Linked DNA regions of Mus musculus: region 2 is linked to region 1. Evidence: chromatin contacts called from public HiChIP or PLAC-seq data. All regions are on one chromosome and are shown on one strand. Each heading gives the region's core, a stretch centred on a gene start, on an enhancer-like site or on the middle of the called end of the contact. The rest is flanking DNA. Distances are from core to core; before and after follow the strand shown. Region 1 overlaps Pdzd2 (PDZ domain containing 2). Region 2 overlaps Pdzd2 (PDZ domain containing 2).

What was found. HiChIP or PLAC-seq counts read pairs in DNA pulled down with a chosen protein or histone mark.
Region 2: a CTCF HiChIP or PLAC-seq map of CD8 T cells shows a contact between it and region 1, with 5 read pairs. The contact joins two enhancer-like sites. A contact is called at or near these places in 2 of 39 promoter capture datasets (liver and pre-B cells), 1 of 15 datasets of contacts at CTCF or cohesin (CD8 T cells), 5 of 484 Hi-C or Micro-C datasets (the G1E-ER4 cell line, the N1E-115 cell line, embryonic stem cells and 2 more) and 3 of 9 other capture datasets (adipose tissue, embryonic stem cells and pancreatic islet).

The regions. Positions count from the first base shown.
Region 1 is chr15:12,584,906-12,587,605 of GRCm38.p6, reverse strand. All of the region lies in intron 3 of Pdzd2 (PDZ domain containing 2), which reads left to right. Among named protein-coding and RNA genes, the nearest start is that of Gm41273, 65 kb to the left of the region's middle. Within about 2 kb of position 1,280, at least 22 of the 459 cell types and tissues checked have an H3K27ac peak or open chromatin away from gene starts, as enhancers often do. A contact at or near this core is called in CD8 T cells, where this site is marked.
Region 2 is chr15:12,666,540-12,669,239 of GRCm38.p6, reverse strand. All of the region lies in intron 2 of Pdzd2 (PDZ domain containing 2), which reads left to right. Among named protein-coding and RNA genes, the nearest start is that of Gm41273, 16 kb to the right of the region's middle. Within about 2 kb of position 1,294, at least 60 of the 459 cell types and tissues checked have an H3K27ac peak or open chromatin away from gene starts, as enhancers often do. A contact at or near this core is called in CD8 T cells, where this site is marked.

The DNA of each region.
Region 1 (2,700 bases), core at 31-2,530:
ACCACAAGTAATTGAAACCTTGGATTAGCAGTGAGCTATTTTACTGTGTAGCTTCAATGGTCTGGGTGCTGGCCACTTAAGTCAAAGACACATACAGGCATAGGGTCTTAAGTGCTCCAGCCACGATAGTGCCAATGTGTTCCTGGAGTATGAGGAGTCTGTACGATCCCAGAAGAAAATCTCACTGGGCAGATATAGGCCAGACATACTCAAGGTGACTGGCCAAATGGCACAGAGACACGCCATGCAATAAAGAGTAGCTGAGTATCAGCCCTAGCCAGCAGCAGCCTTCAATCCCCTCTGCCTCCAAATCATGTGTAAAAATAAATTTAGGGTTGGTACAATCTTAGACTGGTTACCCATGGCAACCTTGAGTTCTGTCTGGATTAAAGCAGATTTAGGCAGAGTGTCAAGAGGGTATGAGAAGGTGTTACTTGGAGAAATGACTGCAGGTGGTGATGTAGTAGGAGACAGAGAGAAAGGAAGATTCTCCAATTATAGCTTTATAATATGGTCCCTGGGGCCGCTTAGCACAGGGTCTTGTCTCCCTGCATGTGTGCCCAGAGGCACCTAGTACTCCATGCAAGACTATATATATAGTCTATAGGTGGTGACCTAGAGATATTAACGAAAGGTTAAATTTTACTCAGCATGCTCTCTAAGAAGATTTCCATTGCAGAAAGTTAAAAGGAAAACAAATTTCAGCATTTACAATTCAATTATCTGGAAAATTGGCCACGTGGAACAGCCCATTCCCCTAAGGATGTAGGCTGAAAGAAACAGCCCATGACCCACATGGTACCCAGCTCCATTCTTTTCAGCCTGCTGCCTTCTCGTGCAAGTTCTTTTCATGGCTTGGTTTCTGGAATCTCTTCCAGCTCATTCAAGTCCTACTTTCTGGTATCACGGAAGAAACTAAGACTCGGGGGAGTTCTTTCCTGAGGTCATCTATCTTCCCAGAGATCAAGTTTATGCCTTTGACTCAGAGTCAATAACTTTTTTTTTTCAAACCCATAAATAATAACAAATGGCATTGGATAGTTTTCTATATCCTGTAGTTTGTGATCAAAACAAATAGAAAGTTAAGTTTCTCTACATTTCATACAAAAGCAGGGGTCACACCCTAAAAACCTCCCGTCTCATAGGTGTAGCTTGTAGCAACTTGGTGACAAGAGTCATTGCTGCTGTTGGAAAGAAGCACGGAGCTTGCTTTCCCTAGATTTCTAAGTGCCACCAGGCCAAGGCAGTGGAGAATCTGAGAGCCGTCGTCTGCCATCTTGTGGTTGAAATCAAGCACTGTGAGAGAGTGTGCTGGAGCTGTCTGTCCCCCAGCTGGGTGTGCTTCACAGCTGTGCTCTTCAGGCTGAGGTCTCTGCTGAGTCGCCCCTCCTGAACCATACTGAGTCACCAAAATGTGCTGTTTCCCCAACTTTCATTCCTGCCCTTCCCCCCAGTTCCCACAGAAGACGAGACAGTGATTGCATGACCCACCCTGCTGGGCTCTTCAAGATGAATAAAGGAGTCCCCAGAGTCTTTAACGCCAGCTTCTAGTTTCTCTGTCCTGAAACTCACTCTGTAGACCAGGCTAGCCACAGACTCAGCCTGTCTCTGCTCTTGAATGCTGGGATTAAAGGTGTGCCACTACTGCCTAGACCAGAAATTTCTTTTAAGGTAAATCAGGTAACCAAGTCTCTAGCGTTATAGTGACTAATCGAGTGAGTTCTTAGAAAAAGCTGGCCGTGTCTGTAAACACTTATCAACAGGCATTTATTGAGTGACATTTCAGGGTCCACTGTTTTTGGCTTTTGAGACAGGCCCATGCTGATCACAAACTCACTATATAGCAGCAGAGGCTGACCTCTAACTTCAGACACTCTTGCTTCTGCCTCCTGAGTGCTGGAGTCACAGGCATGTACTGCCAGGCCTGCTCGATGTGATGCTGGGGCCTGAACCCAGGCTTTCATGCCTGCTTCATCCCCAGCCCTGGGTCCACTTGCTTTTGGGACGGAAGAGATGATATGAGATGGGAGACTTTCTCTGATACAGTGCTCTATCCTGTGATATGACACTTCGTCCAGACGCCCGTGATGCACTGCTCAATGCAGACACCCGTGATATGGCCCTCCATCCTGATGCCAGTAACACAACATTTCATCCAGCCATCCATGACACAGCGCTCTATCCAGACATCCATGACGCAGCGCTCCATCCAGACGCCTGTGACGCAGCGCACCATGCAGATGCCTGTGACGCAGCCCACCATGCAGACGCCTGTGACGCAGCGCACCATGCAGATGTGCTTCCTTTCCTTCCAACCACCTGCTTCGCTGATACCTGACTTGGAACTGAATGCCGGTGCGGCCATACACTCCCACCCAGGAAGAGGAAACCCCCAATGCCTCACTTCAGATACCCACTTCTAAACTGTTAGAAGTACTTCTAGGAATTGCTGTCACTAGGAAGCATAAGGAGGGAGGCATCTGGCGTGATTAAAGTACTACTGTCTGACTTCATACCCTCCCCCGTGGGCATTTCTGAGTCTTTTGCAGGAAGGCTGACTTCTGCTTCACCTTTCTTACTTGAGTATTGAACGCGTTTGAGCATTTCTGTTCTCTCATGTTTGGGTACTAAATGTCCCCAAGTGATTTTCAATTTTTCTTTCACAAGAGGGTCTTTGAAATCCAAGCTTTGGTGCCTGGA
Region 2 (2,700 bases), core at 45-2,544, 82 kb before region 1:
TGGTGACCTTCACAGTCAGTGCTATTAACGTTTGATTTCCCAGCTAGCAAGAGGCTTCAGTAATTCCAGGGTGCGGGCTCCTTTCTCTCCCAGGTCCGTGGAATTTTCCTGTCTTTCTCCTTTGCCTCAGTAAGGAGCACTAAGAAACCATCCTTTAAAGGTCGGTTCTCAACTCCGTTGGGGAGGAGGGGGGTGGAAGGACCATTTCACAGGGGTCACATATCTGGATATCCTGCATATCAGATATTATCATTACCATTCATAACAGTAACAAAATTACAGTTATGAGGTAGCAATGAAAATAATTTTATGGTGGGGGGGGGTCAACACAACTTGAGGAACTGTATTAAAAAGTAGCAGCATTAGGAAAGTTGACACCTGCCCAGGAGACAGAAAGCATGCTTAGAGTGCACGCTGAGTACTGACTGGCCTTTGCAACTCTGGGCTCAGTCATGAACCCACTGTTTATGTATCATGCTGAGCCCAGACATATGCTCGAAACACTAGCATTATCCATAACGGGAGTATTACCCATTTCAGCTGAGAAAAATGTTTAAATGTATTATCACTTCACCGTTGCCATTGTAAGCCCACAGTCATCTTAGGCCCATTCCTCACAGGGGTCCCTGCTGCAGAGAATGGTTGTGCTCTCTCCTTGGCCATCGAAGTCAGAGACTTCCTCATTCCTTGCTGCCACTGATGTCTTAAATAATATTCTTTTCAGGTTCAACAAACAGGTGGTGCACTGAGACAGATTTCGGGTGAATTGTCCTTTAATCCAACACTCTCTGGGGAAACTGAGATAGGACATCCAATATCAACTGACAGACAAATGAGCCAGCCAATTCTACTGTCTGGCCCAACCCTGGGACCGTTGCATGCTGGGATTTCTGAACTCTCATAGTCTTGGGCCAGTGATGGTGGTGAAGCTTCAGAGGGCCGTGGCTAATCAGCTGCAGATCTGCCTCTTCCCCTAGATTCGGGAGTTACAGGTCCGTCTTTGCTACCTACTCTAGCAAGTCTTCCACCTCCCCGGCTTCTCTTCAGGAAAGCCACCGCCTCCCCGCTGCCCAAGGGGTCGTTCTTAACAGCGCGCCTTTTATCCTCTATACCCAACAGAACTTCGGGTGTTAATTCGGAGCAGCTGTACCCCAGCTCCTAGAGGGCTTCTGGGAGGGAACAGCGTGGGAGGGATGCCTGGCTGGGTGAGGCAGGGGCCCTCCGAGGGGCCGAGCCACCCAGGGAGCCCCTTGCAGATGCTTTCTTCTCTGTAGAAACCACTGTCTCAGCAAGGGGCCAGAGCCAGCACCGCCCTAAGACAATTTTGAGGTAGAGTGTCACATCTTGGCTCCTCCCACCTTCAAACTTGCCTTTCACTTTTAATTTCCTATCAGGCCTTCTAAAGGCAGCCAGTGCCCACTGGCTGGACCGCAGCCTCTCGACCACATTAGCAGAATTTCAGGGTCACCGTTCCTTATCGTCTTTGGGCCTGGGGCGGGGGGGGGGGGGGTCTAATAAGGAGGACACAATGTGTGCGCTGTGGTGCATTTTTGGAATTTGATCCTCCACCTTTCCAGCCAGAGATGTAGGACACTCACCAAGGCAGGGAACTTGCTTAGAGAAGGAGGTTTGGTAGAAGCTGTGGGTCAGGCTGTTGTGAGGCGAGGAGGCCTTGAGGGGTATAAGCAATACCCCACCCAGTCTGCATTGCTTACTAGAATGTTTTTCTCATGTTCCAGAGGTTGAAAGACCAAGATCAAGATTTTTTTGTTTGTTTTTTGTTTTTAGTTTGTTGGTTTATTTGAGACCTCCTTTCTTGGCTTTAAATGGACGCCTTCTCTGTGTATCTTCAGAACCTATCCTCTCTATCTGTGTCCACATTCTCCTTCTAAGGACACTGGTTAGCTGCTACACTCTGACAGGCTGACTTACACAACTTGTTCTGTGATGGCCTCAACTCCAATGTGTATGGTACTGGAGCTAGAGGCCCAGTGTATTTTCATTTGTTGGTTTGTTTGTTTAGTGAGGGGAGGCCACCAATTCAGCTAGGACAGATAGACTAGAATGTGCACGTACACACACATACATACAAAATACACACACTCCAGAAATGGACTATTTAGGGGAGGAAGTGGACTTATGGCAGGGAGGAGTAAGGTGATCAAGGGGCATGTGTGAATGAAGAACAATTGAGTGTATGTATGAAAATGTCATTAAAGCATTATTTTGTATACTTACCTCCCCTCCCCATTTTTTCTCACTAAAATGATAACTCAAGTGGCCAAGAATGTCTGAGGGACTGATGCGGTAAACATAGACTCAGTGGGTCCCTTTAGACAAATGGGGAGCAAATCTGCTGTTAGAGAACAGGAGACTATCTCGCCATCTGAAATTCCAGGCAGCAAACAGCACCTGGGAGGGGAAGCAGGGCCAAAGCAGGCCAGTGTGTGGGTTTCTACAGCTTTTGCTCGAACTGCATTTGCTCGCACGGTTGCTTTCCACTGCTCTTGGTGACGAGTAGCAGGTGCCATGGCTGTTTTATTTTCAAAGTTTCTGAGCTGAAATGTGGAGCTGACACAGTCCTTCTAGTCATTTCTCCATGTATTCGAGGGAACTGCTGTCTTAGCCCTGGAAACACCATAGTGTTCGAGGGTAATACAGTTTGAGAAGTGCCGTGCAAAGCCGTGTCTCTAGACTCTA